2 separate regions of the Sus scrofa genome follow, and region 2 is linked to region 1. The links are chromatin contacts, called in public Hi-C maps. All regions are on one chromosome and are shown on one strand. Each heading gives the region's core, a stretch centred on a gene start, on an enhancer-like site or on the middle of the called end of the contact. The rest is flanking DNA. Distances are from core to core; before and after follow the strand shown.

Region 1 (7,605 bases), core at 3,379-5,878:
ATTCTCTTTGAATTACCTTAGCATGAAATAGGCTCAGACACACTCTTCTCAATAACTGAATGTCTCCAGGAGGAAGAGCCAGATGGGGAGGGAGGCTTCTCAAAATAGGAGGAGGGTTGGAAGGTGAGTGAGTATGTGTGTGTGTGTGTGTGTGTGTGTATGCACACAGCATGTCTTATCAGTTAAATAAGTTTGAAAAAAGTCAGAGCTCCTACTGTTTACATTTTGATCTTAGCAGAGCAAGTCATAAGAGACTGATTGATCCTGATGATAAGTGGTCTCAAACTTGATCAAGCAAGAGAATCACCCAGAGACTGTTGGGTCTCCGAGTCAGTAGGTTCCCAGAGATGCCACAGCTGCTGTGGTTCTGGAGCCACACTTGAGAGTGAGTCTCACAGGTTCCCAGAGATGCCACAGCTGCTGTGGTTCTGGAGCCACACTTGAGAGTGAGTCTAGTAGGTTAAAACGCTCCCACACTCAGATGGCATGCACACACACACCACAAACACACACACAAAAACACCTGCAGAATGCATCCGTCTTTTCTATTTAGAAATTCCTGTCCTATGTAGAGCTTGAAGGATGTGAATAAAAGTAAAATACAATGGCGAGCTAAAGGCATATTAGGATCCTTCAAGCACCTGAGGAAAGCGGTTTTACAGTACGACTGGCCCAGAGTTGTGGGTTTAGGGGGACGTACAGAGAAAACGTGAGGGTTTGTGACCAAAGACACATAACTACCGTGGGTGGAGGGCGGGCCCAGCAGTTCAACAACAGCTGGAATAAGGTGGCCAAAGTCGGCTGAGCTGACCCCAGAGCCGCACGGAGAGACCCAGGGACAGAGGAATTCTGGCTCCAGGAAAGGGGGGCGGGAAGGACGAGGAGCTCCGGTAGCAGCAGCGTTACAGTAGTTATGGAGCCAGCACCTGCCTCCATGTGCAACGACTGCCCCCAGGAAGGAGGCTGGCAAGGACCTGAGTCAGAAGCCCGCTGCCCACCAGCACCTGCCAAGCCCCCTGAGAGTCTAATAGCCTCGCCCTTGGAATGCTGATAATCATATGCGCTTGGCGGGACTGTTGTGTGGGTGAAATGAGTCTGTGCGCCCGGGTGCTCTGTCTGGTTAAAATGCTGTTACCACCAAAAGACAGCCACACAGATGATGTGTGCAACTCCATGGAAGAGCAGGCTGCTCGAAGTGAGGGTTATCTAACGTGTTCTTCTGTCTCAGACCTGAGATTCGTTTTCAAAAAAGGAATGAGGAGTTCCCATTGTAGCTCAGCAGGTTAAGAACCCAACGTAGTGTCCGTGAGGATGTGGGTTCGATCCCTTGCCTCGCTCAGTGGGTTAAGGATCCGGCGTTCCACAATCTGAGGTGCAGGTCACAGATGTGGCTCGGATCCTGCATTGCTGGGGCTGTGGTGTAGGCTGGCAGCTGTAGCTCCCATTCGGCCCCTAGCCTGGGAACCTCCATACGCCGTGGGTGCAGCCCTAAAAAAGAAAAAGGAATGAAGAGATAAGTTTGGGAAGAGGTGTTGGGAGGACTGTAAGGGAGCCCGAGGTCGAGTGAGGCACCAGCCGCCACCCCAGGCCTTGTCATCCACCTCCTGCCTCGCGGTGTCTGGAATGTCGCCTTTCGGGTATGTCATTAGTCTGAAGGACTTTCCATTTTCCAGGGTCTCTGCCAAAAATGCAAAGACCCCTGGGAGCGGCTGTCTTCATGCCCTTAAACCCTGTGAGGCAGCCCCCGGGGCCTGCTCCCTTCTGGCGCCCATGAAGCTCTGGGATGTCTGGGCAAGCGTCGCCCGTGGACCACAAGTGTGCTTTAAACTGTTATTTCAAGTCTCCAGACATCCAGGGACGAACAAGAAGCCGGAAGATACCGGTGTCAGATTGACCAGGCGTGGAAACCTCCACATTCAGGTGGAAAAGCAGCCATCGGAAGCCAATCCTAAGGATTCTAGACACAAAACATGGGCTTGTTCCTGGGAAGAGAGTCGAAGATCTCAAAAATTTTTAAAACAGACCCTTCCCTGCCCCACGTCACACCCCAGACGTTAACTGAGGTGGCGAGGTGGGGGCTCCTGGGGAGCGTTTGAAAACCTCAGTGTCGGGAGTTCCCATCGTGGCGCAGTGGTTAATGAATCTGACTAGGAACCATGAGGTTGCGGGTTCGGTCCCTGCCCTTGCTCAGTGGGTTAACGATCCGGCGTTGCCGTGAGCTGTGGTGTAGGTTGCAGACGCGGCTCGGATCCCGAGTTGCTGCGGCTCTGGCGTAGGCCGGTGGCTACAGCTCCGATTCAACCCCTGGCCTGGGAACCTCCATATGCCGCGGGAGCGGCCCAAGAAATAACAACAACAAAAAAAGACAAAAGACAAAAAAAAAAAAAAGAAGAAAACCTCAGTGCCCAGGTGCGGCCCAGACTAATTAAATCAGGATATCTGGGCCAAGGCCCGGGCATCAGCATTTTCCAAACGTCCCAGTGATTCTACCCAAGAATTCCACCCAGCAGCCACATTTGAGAGCCAGCGGCCTGGTCTGATTTAAGGCGAGAAAAGCCTGGGTTGACATCCTCCGCCCCCTGCTGGCCACGTGGCTTCGGATACGTCACCTGGAGTCTGAGAGCCTCAGTGACCCACCTGTGAGGTGGGGTCACTCTGCCTCCACAGGCGCACGAGCGATGCCGGGAGTGTGCGTGTGAAAGAGCCGAGGTGCAGGTGGTGCCTGACAAAGGGAGATGCTCTGATCTGCAATTTCGGAGACTGAGGCGGGAGCCTGGGGTGCACCTGTGTCCACCTGGAAACTGACGAATGTCGCAGGTTCCCCTGAGCTCTAACAGTGGCGCCTGCAGTCAGAAGGGCTGTGTCAGGTGGTCCCCAATCACCGCGAAAGGAGACTCCTAAATGAGTTTTGTCTTTGCCCCAGTAATTCCAGAAACATCTGAGTAATAAAATCAGAGCCTGCCAGCTACCAGACTCCCCTCCCCCCAGCCCTGCCCTGCCTCACGGCACCATCCTCATTCTGCAGGCTTGCCTTTCAACCTCTTGCCTTCTTTGTCACCAGCTCTTTCATGTCGCCATGTCCCAGCTGAACGGGCAGGGCCTGGCAGTGACCAGTCGAGGTCATGTCTCCTGGCTGTGAGGCTCTTGGGCCCCAAGGAAGATTTGAGGACCATCTGGAACAGGGGTCCGGAGCTTGGCCCTGTTGACCTTTGAGGTGCCTAGTTTACTTCCGGGGGCTGTCCTGTGCTTCCTGGGCTGCTCAGCAGTAGCTCTGGCCTCCATCCACTAGGTGCCAGCAGCAAACCCCCAAGTCACCACAATCAGACGTTGCCAAATGTCCCCCACACCCACACCGCTCCCAGAGAACCACCGAGCTGGAGGCCCATCCTTCCCAGCCCAGATGCAGAAAGGAAGAATGTTCCTTTGTGTGTCCACGTGCTTTTGTTTTTTGTTTCTGGAATTTAGTCACAGGCGAGAGGAGAGCTGCTCTAAAAGGGCAGAAGTGTTTCGGGAGAAAGGGGGCGGGCGTGGGAGGCTCCTCAAAAAGAGAAACCCAAGCCCTGAAGCCCCTGGCCCGGCAGCCAGGCAAGACCTTACCTGCCCAGCTGACAGAGGGCGAGGGCAGTGCCAGCCTTGGGGACAGGTGTCCATGACGTGACTGCTCCTCAGAGGTCCCCAGAAAGAGCCCTGGCTGGCCCCGGGCCTCCCAGATGCGTGTGCAGCTGCCACCTTCGTGGTGAGCTGCTCTGCGGGTCGTTGAGCGGGACAGCAGGTCACAGAGGTCCTGGGAGGGCACGGTTCCTATTTGGAGAAAGATGATACATCCATGTGCACACACGCAGGGCACGCTGGGTTAACACGGCTACTGACAGCAGCTGGGACTTCAGGTTTTCTTTCACTTATCAGTTTTCTCAGTTTTGTACCTTGAGCACTGTAGTTACTGGCCAGGGTGGGGGAAAAGCCACTCGAAAAAGTGGAGACAAGGCAAAGACTTGGGAAGGGGCTCGTAAAACCAAATCGCAAGAAACACCGCCAGAGTCACAGCGGCAGTGAGGGAGGGCCCTGCTCGCGATGGGGTGAGGGCGCCCCCAGGGCTGTCCCGGGAGGGGGCTGGAGAGGGAGCCTGCAAATAAGGGACCGGGGCGCGCGGGGTTGGACCGGGTCCGGGTGCGGCTGGGAGTCTGGTCCTGAAGACGCAGACAGTGCAGGTCGTTGATGACCGCGTCCAGCCCAGCAGTCCGGGCCTGGGGCAGGGTTTGGGGGGCGCGCGGGACCACGTGGCCACGGCCACGGCTCTGGGACGCGGGGCTCAGAGATGTGCCGCGTGGGCGCGAGCCCCGGTGCCTCGGGGTCTAGGGAGTGGAGGCGGCAGGAAGAAAGAGAGCGGCGTTCGGGGACCGAGCAAGCGAGGCTCGGGGACCGGGCTGGGCGCCCGCCTGAGGCTAAAACGAACCTGCGCCTCAGTCACCGTGTCCCTAGATGACGGTCGCGGCTCTGCCGCCCCACCCTGAGTAGGCCAGACCTGGCCACCGGGAGGGCCGAGCCCCGCACCCTGGCCTCTCGACGGCGCCGGGCTGCCCCTGCAGCTTGTCCCGGAGACCGGCCCGGCACAGACCGCGATGCGCCGTGGTCACCGAGCTCCGTCGCCCTCTGCTGGAAGAAGCGTGAAGTGCAGCCTCAGGGCGGCCCCGCCGTCCCATCCAGCCGGAAATAACGCCGAGGGATTGAGGACACAAATGTGGGAAGACTGGAAAGGGGCGCCTGGTGGGAGTGGAGACTGATCGTAGAGGGAGGGGGCCTTCGGGGAGCATCAGGGGAGAGCGGGAGAGGCTGACTTCTGCGTCCTACAGGGTCCCCGAGGTGGGCACATTTGCCCAGCATCTGCTGCGTGCAGGTTGCCGGGGTCGGCACGTGGAGAGGGACAGCCAGGCAAACAGTGGGATGGGGACCGGTTGCACGTGGCTTCGGGAGAAAGGACAATTAAAGAGCGGGCTTTGCGTCGGCTCGGAGATGTGGTGCAAACGAGAGAGTCGTATCCATTTCCTGCGGCGGCGGCTGGGAACAAAGGAATTATTCTCCCAGAGATTTACTCTGGCGGCTGGCAGTCCAGAATCCAGGTGTCAGGAGGGTCGTGCTCCCCCTGAAGGCTCGGGGCGGTGGGGGGGGGGGGGAGAATCTGTCCTGAGCTTTTCTCTTAGGCTCTAGTGTCCTTTCTCTTGGGCTCTGGGGCTCCCTGAAGTCCTTGCCATCCCTGGACTTGTACACAAGTCACTTTTAATCTCTGCAGCCCTGTGAGGCCACACGGCCATCTTTTCTCATATGTTGGTGTCTCTTCTCTTCGTAAAAGGACACCGGTCCTATTTGATTATACCTACAAAGTCCCTATTTCCAAATAAAGTCACCTTCCCAGGTACTGGGGTTAGGGGTGGGACGTATCTTTTAGAGTGTACACGATTCAACCCCTGTCACGCCTGTGGGGTGAGCAGGAAGGGCCAGAGGGGAGCTTGGGCTTCAGAGGCAGAGACAAATGGCGAGCTCCTGATGCTCTAATCTAATCTGAGTGGTTCCTGGCAGGCAGGAGCCTGGCTGGAGACAGGCTTCAGGAGGTGGGGCTGGGATTCTGGGGAGGAAGTCAGGGCGCTTCTACTTTCCCGCCTGGAGACTGGACTTGAGGGCTGCTTGCGTGTTTAGATCAGCCAGTGCACAGTAGGCAGTGGTTTTTTAGTCTCAACATTTTAGAAAAAGCTCCATTTTTTTCTAGTTAGAGAGTAAGTCATGGTCCCTGAAGAAAAAAAAAGAAAATCAGTCCGGAAGAGTATAAAGATTTTAAAAATCACTGGAACCTCACACCCAGCCTGTATATAGATGTATATATCTAACAGCCGTGGTGACGCTGTTCACGGTGAGAATAATGCCACAGAGCCAACCTTTCTGCTGTGACTTTTTGCCAGCACTTTATAAATTTAGTTTTGTTGATTCTTTTTTTTTTTTTTTTTTTTTTTTGTCTCTTTGCCTTTTCTAGGGCCGCTCTTGCAGCATGTGGAGATTCCCAGGCTCGGGGTCAAATTAGAGCTGTAGCTGCTGACCTACGCCAGAGCCACAGCAACGCAGGATCTGAGCTGTGTCTGTGACCTACACCACAGCTCACAGCAACGCTGGATCCTTAACCCACTGAGCAAGGCCAGGGATCAAACCCGCAACCTCATTGTTCCTAGTCAGATTCATTAACCACTGCGCCACGATGGGAACTCCTAGTTTTGTAGATTCTTTTTAGGAAGGCTATTCTTCCTTCAAAATTTGACCCACAATTAGGATCGATTAGAATCCATGCTGCCTCTGCAAGTGGCAGGTGCTTTGCTCGTGTGGCCAGGAGGATGAGGAAAGTTCCCGAGGTCAGCCCAGGGGGGCTTGGGGAGAAGCAGGAGACCCAACCAAGGTCAATAACGGTCACCCCCAGAAGAACCAGCCTGTGGGAAGGATGGGAGTCACACTTGGAGTGCAAAGGCCCAGAGGAGAAGGAATATTCCCTGCTAGCTAAGAATATTCCCCAAGTTTAAAAAAATATCTGTTAAGATTTAGGTGAAGGGGAGTTTCTGTTGTGGTACACAGTAACAAACCCAATAACATCCATGAGGATGCGGGTTCGATCCCTGGCCCAGTCAGTGGGTTAAGGATCTGGCATTGCCATGAGCTGTGGTGTAGGTTGCAGACATGGCTCGGATCCTGCATTGCTGTGGCTGTGGCGTAGGCCAATGGCTGCAGCTCTGATTTGACCCCAAGCCTGGGAACCTCCATGTGCCATGGGTGCAGCCCTGGAAAAAAAATTTTTTTTTAAAGCAAAAAGCAAAAAAAAAAAAAAAAAGATTTAGGCAAGGTATTTCTGGCAGTCACTACTCAAATTTACAATGTTTACAAACTGCTTTCCCTTGAAAAGTTCTCAGTTGTGAGAAGCCAGGATTACAGCAGCCCAGGGTCTTTCACAGAAACAGAAATTTTAAAACGTGTCAGTGCATGAAATCTTTTGTGTTGAATTTATCACAGAACTCCAGGTCAGGACTTCAGATGACTCCTGAAATAAGAAAGGGACAATGAGAAGATTTCAGGGGTATTTATTTTATTTACAACTTTACACCCAGTCAGCCTCTGAAAAAGACTTGAGGCTGCTTCCACCACGTGTACAAGTTTGCTAAAATGGGAAAGTTGGAGAGTCATGCAGAAGGAGAAGGAAGGGAAGAAGATGATAAAATTATGACTCAAGGTTAAACTTAGTGCTGAGCATCCTGGTAACTAAAGCAAAGATGGAAACATGAAGCCTTACAGAAGTTTCTTTATCCGAGTAGAGAAGATAAAGTTGTAGTCCGTGTGTTAGCTCTCCAAGGGACATCAAAATATCTCCTGTACTGTGTTCATTTGGTGACCATGACAAGGGTCTCTGAGGGAAGGTGGCGAGCGGGTCCAACTTTGCTGCTGAGGATAGAGGGCCAGATACGGTGCATGGCTGCATGGGGGCCTGGCTTGGTGGGGGGACCTGGTGTGTAAGATGGCACCCACCTGGCCTTGGCCTCCTCCCCAGATCCGTCCTCTTGAGACAGGCCTGCCCCCCAG
Region 2 (7,605 bases), core at 3,050-5,549, 84 kb before region 1:
CTTTCCTGTGTGGGAATCAAAAGGTTAAAATAATACCTAAAATCGGAGGATTTCTTTCCCTTTTTCCCTTTTTGCAGAGTCTTCCCTCCAGCCTAAGTGTAAGCGGGACCACTGGCTAGTCCTGTGTGCCCCTTCCTAAGCCCGTAGGTGCTGCCAGCCAGCTAGCTGGTGCTCCACAGCTTGGACAGGGCTGATGCCTGTGCCAGGCTTTTATGTCGGGGTCATTTGGTTTGGGCCTCGTTTACCCAACACCGCAGGAAAGCCTCAAGGCTGGACGTGGGTTGGAATTACAGGCTCATCTTCCTGAGAGTTTGTGGCTGTTGGAAGGAGACATTGTTTTTCATGTTAAGACTCAAACACTTAAGTTGCTAAGTAGGCCTGTTATTGCTTTTTAAATTAGTTTTTAGATGCCCCCCCCCATTTTCAAGTAAAAGATGGGGTGGGGATGAGTGTGAGAGAGTGTACACTGGCTCAGAGATAAATCGCGGGCCCTGAGCAGCACCAGCTCTGGACTAGCACGAGGCATTAGAAGATGCACCGGGCAGAAGAATCTCCACGAGCAGTGCTTTTTATGTCACTATCAGCAGGTTCCTTAATGGTTTTATAACTGTAAATGCTGTCTGTGCACTACTGAGTGGGAGTAATGAGCATTAGTTAAAAGAGGCAAATGAAAAAAAAAAAAAGTAAACCAAGACATTAAGTGCTTTTTGTGTCTTCTGGCTTTAAACAAGCCACTTTGCTGCAAACCGGTGATCCTTTTTTTTTTTTTTTTTTTGCTAGGTGAATAAAAACAAGAAGTGGCGTGAGCTGGCAACCACCCTAAATGTTGGCACTTCAAGCAGTGCAGCAAGCTCTCTGAAAAAGCAGTATATTCAGTACCTGTTTGCCTTTGAGTGCAAGATTGAGCGAGGGGAGGAGCCCCCGCCGGAAGTCTTCAGCACGGGCGACACCAAGAAGCAGCCCAAGCTCCAGCCGCCCTCTCCTGGTAAGTGGGGGCACTGCAGCCGCGACCCGGGCCGCTTCCAGGCTCTGAGAGGCAGAGAACAAGCTGGGATCTTCCAGAGGGAGTGGTGTTTTGCTTCGTCTTGTCTGTTTAATTGGACCCTGTTGGCAGTGCTTGAAGGAAGAGAGACTAAAATGTGAGATATCGCCATTTCTGCTCAGCACTTTGAAGGCATCCTTCTTTTGCTTTACATTTTTCGGTCAAAGCTGCCTTTGGACTTCAGAGCTGTATACCTTTATTCCTTCTGCATATCTTTTAAAATACTCCATCTAACTCTGTCAAAAGAAGTTCTCCAGTAACCTTTGCTAATCCTTTTGCCCCACTGCCATCCTGCAGATGTAACAGCTCTTCTACCAGCTCTGCCTGTCAGAGACACTCGGGTTTGTATGTCAGCAAAAGGAAACCTGAACTTGGTTTTTCATGTCCCCTGCTCAGCAAATTCTCACTTGTAGGGAATTCAGCAAACTGTCAGGGTCAAGGTCTGGGCAGCCCCATTTCTAAGAAAGAGTCGTCCAGTCTGCTTTGACCTAGAGGTCAGGAATTTTAGGAAAATACTGCTTAGGAATAATGACAAGTCACTTAAATTCTTATAAGCAAATTCATACGAGTGGTACCTGCCTTCTCTCTTCACTCAGCTGTTAGAGACACTACCGTTCTTCCAGCTTTGCTGCTAGCCTTTATCCTACCTGTTAGTGTTTCAGACTTGAAATTATCAAACCTTTATATTCTGATAAACACACTCTTAGAGATGGAAGGAAACGTGCATCATCCTTAGTTCTGGGTGGTGACCTCGCTCTAGTTAAATGTGATCATTCTGGGAGTGCCCACTGTGGCGCAGCAGAAATGAATCCGACTAGTAGCCATGAGGATGTGGGTTGGATCCCTGGCCTTTCTTGGTGGGTCGAGGATCCGGCGTTGCCATGAGCTGGGGTGTAGGTCGCAGATGCAGCTCAGATCCCGTGTTGCTATCTGTGGCTGTGATGTAGGCTGGCAGCTGTAGCTCTGATTCAGTCCCTAGCCTAGTAACTTCCATATGTCACAGGTGCAGCCCTAAAAAAGCAAAAAAAAAAAAAGATCATTTTACTGTGTGTTTCTGGCCACATTCGAGCCCTGTGACGATCCACACTGAGACCGTCTTACACGTGGGATGGGGCTGATGGTACCTGCCCCTCTGCCAATGCAGGCTGGTTCCACAGTCAAATGATAGCTGATTGCTAGTATTTCTTGTGCACTTACACTATGTCAGGCACTTTTCTAAGTGCTTTATCATTTAATATTCATATTAGCCCTGCAATACAGATAATTGTTCTAAAATCCCGGTGAAAACTAAGGCACAAAAAACCTAAGCAAACTGGCGTATGATCCTGTCGCTAGCGAGTGGAAGAACTGGGTCTGATCCTAGGCGCCTGGCTCTCATGTTCTGCCCGTGCCCCCCACACCTGTGTTTAAAGTCAGAGTGTGACAGGTAGACTCTACACATAGAAAGAGTTGTCTGTGAGCCAAAGACATGAGTTTTTCCTCTCTTAATTATTTCCCTTAACTGACAGCTGGATGGCAATGCCAGTGTCTAAGGTCGCGAGTCCAGGAATCTCACGCAAATGCTCTTTAGGCCCAAGGGGCACATGTAGTGAGCGTACCTAGACGTCGATGTGTTGGTTCTAAACACAAGAAGACCTCCTCCCTACGCCCAGCCAAAGACTCACAGCCTTTGCCAGTTATGGTTTACTTTCAAAACTGTGAAATCTAATTTTAAAACGCTCACAACATTACATTCAGTTCACAGAGTAAAACAAGCTGCCTATGAACAGCTCTGAAACGATTTTTCCAAAATAAAAACCCGGTGGGGTGCAGGGACCAAAGTGCAATGTCTGCAAAGATCTAAAGGTATATTTTATTTGCCGGGAAAGAACTCGCGTTGCTGAACGGTCTGTCCTCCTGTATGGAGAATAGCTCTCCCAGGGAGCATCGGCTCAGTGCAAGAAACCCCGCCGAGGTGTAGGCACTTCAGCAAGTACAGGGCCTGTCCTCCTACAGTCAGCCCCCGCCCCCCATTTTTTTTAAAACTACCGTTTTTATGGCAACATTCCCGCTTTAACTGCACAAAAGAGCTTGGGTTGCAGATGTGCTCCTGAGAATACGTTCTTCTCAGTGGTCCAGAAGGTGCCCGAGTCACGAGAATCAGGAAGCAGGGAGGAAGGTGCCTGAGCTGAGCCGTTCAGCCAGCGCTCGGGCTGCGGTCTGCTTGGCTTATGTGCTCTGCAGAGAGACGGACACACGGACTGGGCAGGAGGGCAGAGAATAACATCAGCCTCTCAGCCAAAAGCCAGGCCTTTCCTCCAGCATCTGTGGCCTCTTTGACTCCAGAACTTTCATTAAGGAAAATGTCTCCGAAACATCTTTCTTGTCAGAGAAGCAAAACAAATGATCCCCAGTGATTTGCCATGTCAGAGTCTCACACGCTACAAAAATTCTTCACACTAATCTTCCGCCAAAGTTTGTGTTCTTTGAAGTCAGTTTTTCCCGTAAGACTGTAACTGTAGTTTATTCCTTACTAGCCCATCCTGGCAAACAACTAAAAGATTCCTAAAAAACATTCTAGATTGTTTTTTCAAATGGTCGTGCTGAATCAGTTTAAATCCTAAATGCCAGTAATGACTTGGCATTCTACATCGTGCCTCCAGATTCCAGTTTGGATGTGATGTGCCTGACACGGATCTGAAATTCGGTCCTGTCAGCCCCTGAGAGGTCCAGCCCCTTAGCCGTGGGGCTGCACCACCATCTCCACTGTGGAGTGGCTGTGTCTTCTAGGGACTGAGAGCAAGTCAGCCAGAGGAAGCCTCCGGAATGAAACCTAAGCAAGACCTGGGGGGTACGGTTGCACCTCGGATTTGCTTATAATAGACTGTAAAGTTTCTAGAGTCCTAAGGAACAGCCAGAGGCATCGCCTCCCCAGGTGGCCTGGGCCTCCCCGAAGCTGGAATGGGGTGGGGAGGGGAGGGAGGTGGCGGGAAGCTCCACATTCAGTTAGTCAGTCTGTAACCAAAAACTCATCCATCTTTGCTGGCAGGTGGCTGACTGCATTTCTATTATTAGCTGACAGGTGATGTCACAAAACTTGTCATGGATCCAACTAGGGAATCCTCGGTGGAAGACAGATGAGAAGGGGGCTCGGGTTATACACAAAGGTGCCCTCTGGGTGACCTCTAGTAGCTGCAGACCCAGGACGCATCAGCTCTTCCTCTCTCCCCACCCAGCTTCCCACAACCCCAGCCAGAGCTGGGGCAGCGGGTTCGTGCTGTGTAAATTATCTTCCCAGCCAGGAGTCTGGCTGTACAGTCTGAAGTGTGTGAATGTACTTAACCTTCAGTAACCTTTCCATTGTTTACTTTCCAGTATACATTTGTAGCTTCTGGCAAAAAGTAGGGATATCCTAGAGAGCCAGCCTCCTCTATTAATGGAGCTTCAAGAGGTTGCATTCATTTTTTTTTTCTTCCTGAAAGGAAAGGAAAACACACTGGCAAGAGGGGAGAATTTTTCCTTTTATTTTTTTTTTATTAGCTGTGAATGTGCCTACTTATAAATAAGGCTGATTCCTAAATCATAGCCTTGTGAGCCGTGGTCCACGGGAACCGTACAGGCTGCTGTGCGCTCTGGTTCTTGACCCACGAAGCCGGCTATTTCTCCTCTCAGCTTTATGGGGCGGTCATGTCTGAGGGTCATCCTTAATGTATTTTTGAATGACTATTTTTTCTTTTATTATATTTACTTTTTAAAGATGCATTTCCAGGGTTTTACCAAATTTTGGTTTATAAGCATGAATTGGTAAGTTTCTGTTTTAAGGTATCTACATCCAAGAAGGTGTCTACATTTAAAATTAGCCTTGGAGTTCCCTTTGTGGCTCGGCAGGTTGGGACCAGACCAGGTATCCATGAGGATGCAGGTTCGATCCCTGGCCTCACTCAGTGGGTTCAGGATCCGGCGTTGCTGTGAGCTGTGGTGTAGGTCACAGATGCGGCTCGAATCTGGCATGGCTGTGGCTGTGGCTGTGGTGTAGGCTGGCAGCTGCAACTCTGGTTCGACCCCAGCCTGGGAACTTTCATATGCCGCAGGTGCAGCCCTATAAAGAATAAAAGAAACTAGTCTTCCTAGGAGTTCCCTGATGACACAGCGGGTTAAGGAGCCAGTGTTGTCACTGCAGTGGCTTGGGTCGCTGCTGCGGCTCGGGTTCGATCCCCGGCCTGGGAACTTCCATGTGTTGCAGGTCATCCCCGAGTCACTGTGGTCCTAGGCACCCAGGGGAGACGTGACGGAACGCAGTCCCTGTTGGTGGCCATCAGTATTCATTCAGGACCTCGTCTCGCTAGAGAGGTCTGGCTTGGGCTGAGGCTTCCTGAGTGGAAGCGACAGACTCGCTTCCATTTCTCACCCTCTGTAGCGCATCGCTCAGCTCCAGCTTCCTCGAAAGGGAGTCGTGGGTGGTGGTAACTGAGTCTTCATAGGAAAGAAACTATTGATGATAATATGTGCAATATCAGTTTTTACAAGCGGCCAGGAATTCTGTGTGTTACAGTTATAGTCCTGAAAGTATTTATTGTAAACCGTCTGAGGGCAGGAATTGTCTTTCTCTGTCAGTTTGGTGCATGTAGAAAATAGACTCCAATATAATAAGTACTTTATTTATTCAATTAATTTTTTTTTTTTTTTTGGTCTTTTTGCCATTTCTTGGGCCGCTCCCGTGGCATATGGAGGTTCCCAGGCTAGGGGTCAAATTGGAGCTGTAGCCACTGGCCTACTCCAGAGCCACAGCAACGCGGGATCCGAGCCGCGTCTGCAACCTACGCCACAGCTCACAGCAACGCCGGATTGTTAACCCACTGAGCAAGGGCAGGGATCAAACCCTCAACCTCATGGTTCCTAGTCGGATTCATTAACCACTGCTCCACGACAGGAACTCCAGTATTTCTTTAATTAATAAATGAAACCAGTATTTGTTGAACACCTAATGCCAAGGACTGTGATAAAGCAAAAGAGCCCTTAAGATACTGTTTTTCCTAAAAAGTGGGGTCAATTTTTTTTTTTTAAGAATTCCACTTAAGCTTTAAAAAGATCTGCTCAATTCTGAGCTTTGTTATTATAATGTAATTGTAGTTAAAGCCAAGTCTCATAACTCTGGTAATGACATTAAAGAACTCCAAGTGACTAGTATTATATAAATAACAAATATGACTTTATAGCTCCAAAAATGACGGTTAGTGACAGAGCATAGACACCTCCACATGTTGAGAAGGTATTGAAATGACATAAAGCTCAGTATTAATTTGTATCACTGCTTTACAACTTAAATGTGTCGCATTACCTAACACCCAGATAATTTTTCTAATTTCTTTCTAAAACAGTGCAATAGTCCATCAAATCGATATATCAAAATTTTAATCTCATTTTTCCTTATTCTCAGACACTTAGATTATCTCTATTACAAACGACATTGAAATAAACATTTTTCTGCCTGAAGCCTTTTTGTATTAGATTATTTTCTTTCTTTCTTTTTCTTTTTTTTTTTTTTTTTGTCTTTTTAGGGCCACACCCGAGGCACGTGGAGGTTCCCAGGCCAGAGGTCTAATCAGAGCTGTAGCTGCCAGCCTACGCCACAGCAACGCCAGATCCAAGCCACATCTGTGACCTACACCACAGCTCGTGATGACGCAGGATCCTTAACCCACTGAGCGAGGCCAGGGATCAAACCCACAACTTCGTGGTTACTAGTCGGATTTGTTTCTGCTGTGCCACAATGGGAATTCTGATATTAGATTATTTTCTTGGGATTAAACCCCCAAGAAAGCAATTAGCCAGTCAACAGGTATGTTTTATGACACACATCTGAAGTATGTTTCTAAACAGTTTAATAAAAAAAAAAAAGAAAACTTACTAATTTCCACTCTAAAAAATGGGCAATTAATTTCACTACATCTTCACCAGCAATGGTCATCGTTACTGTTTCTTCATAAGATGGTGTCTTATTTTCTTTCCTTTTTTAAAAAAAAATGACAATCAAGGCTGAACTTACTCAATAACCTCTTGTTTTTCTCCCACTTTCTCTTGCAACTACTACTGTCAGCTAACTCAGGATCCTTGCAAGGTCCACAGACCCCCCAGTCAACTGGCAGTAATTCGATGGCAGAGGTTCCAGGTGACCTGAAGCCACCTACTCCAGCCTCTACCCCTCATGGACAAATGACCCCAATGCAAGGCGGAAGGTATGTGGAAAGATCCCTATGAGTTGCACCAAGTCAGGTCTGTCTTTTAATTGTGGGGGCGGGGGCTAAACTCCGAGAGAGGAAGTAGTGTTCTCTAGTGAGTGTCTAAATATCGGTCCCCGCTAGCTTATTCACGTAATTTATTTTGGATGGTTTTTGCATGTTCACATTTCAAAAGTGGACTCTTTTCCAAATTAGTGTTTGGAGATGACGAATGCTCTGTCATCAAGCTTTCATGTCTCTCATCTCACCAGAAGCAGTACAGTCAGTGTGCACGACCCATTCTCGGACGCAAGTGATGCATCGTTCCCCAAACGCAACTCCATGACTCCGAGCGCCCCCTACCAG

What was found. Hi-C and Micro-C count contacts between places; a contact is called where the count stands out from the background.
Region 2: a contact with region 1 is called in a Hi-C map of fetal heart ventricle, with 2.9 times the contacts expected there. The contact joins two enhancer-like sites. A contact is called at or near these places in 3 of 47 Hi-C or Micro-C datasets (fetal heart ventricle, fetal skeletal muscle and heart right ventricle).

Annotation. Positions count from the first base shown.
Region 1 is chr1:9,727,449-9,735,053 of Sscrofa11.1, reverse strand. No RefSeq gene overlaps it. Among named protein-coding and RNA genes, the nearest start is that of TMEM242, 63 kb to the right of the region's middle. Within about 2 kb of position 4,628, at least 21 of the 83 cell types and tissues checked have an H3K27ac peak or open chromatin away from gene starts, as enhancers often do.
Region 2 is chr1:9,810,660-9,818,264 of Sscrofa11.1, reverse strand. ARID1B (AT-rich interactive domain-containing protein 1B) reads left to right here. Exons shown (of 21, transcript XM_021071898.1): 14 at 781-985; 15 at 7,119-7,257; 16 at 7,512-7,605. Among named protein-coding and RNA genes, the nearest start is that of TMEM242, 150 kb to the right of the region's middle. Within about 2 kb of position 4,299, at least 15 of the 83 cell types and tissues checked have an H3K27ac peak or open chromatin away from gene starts, as enhancers often do.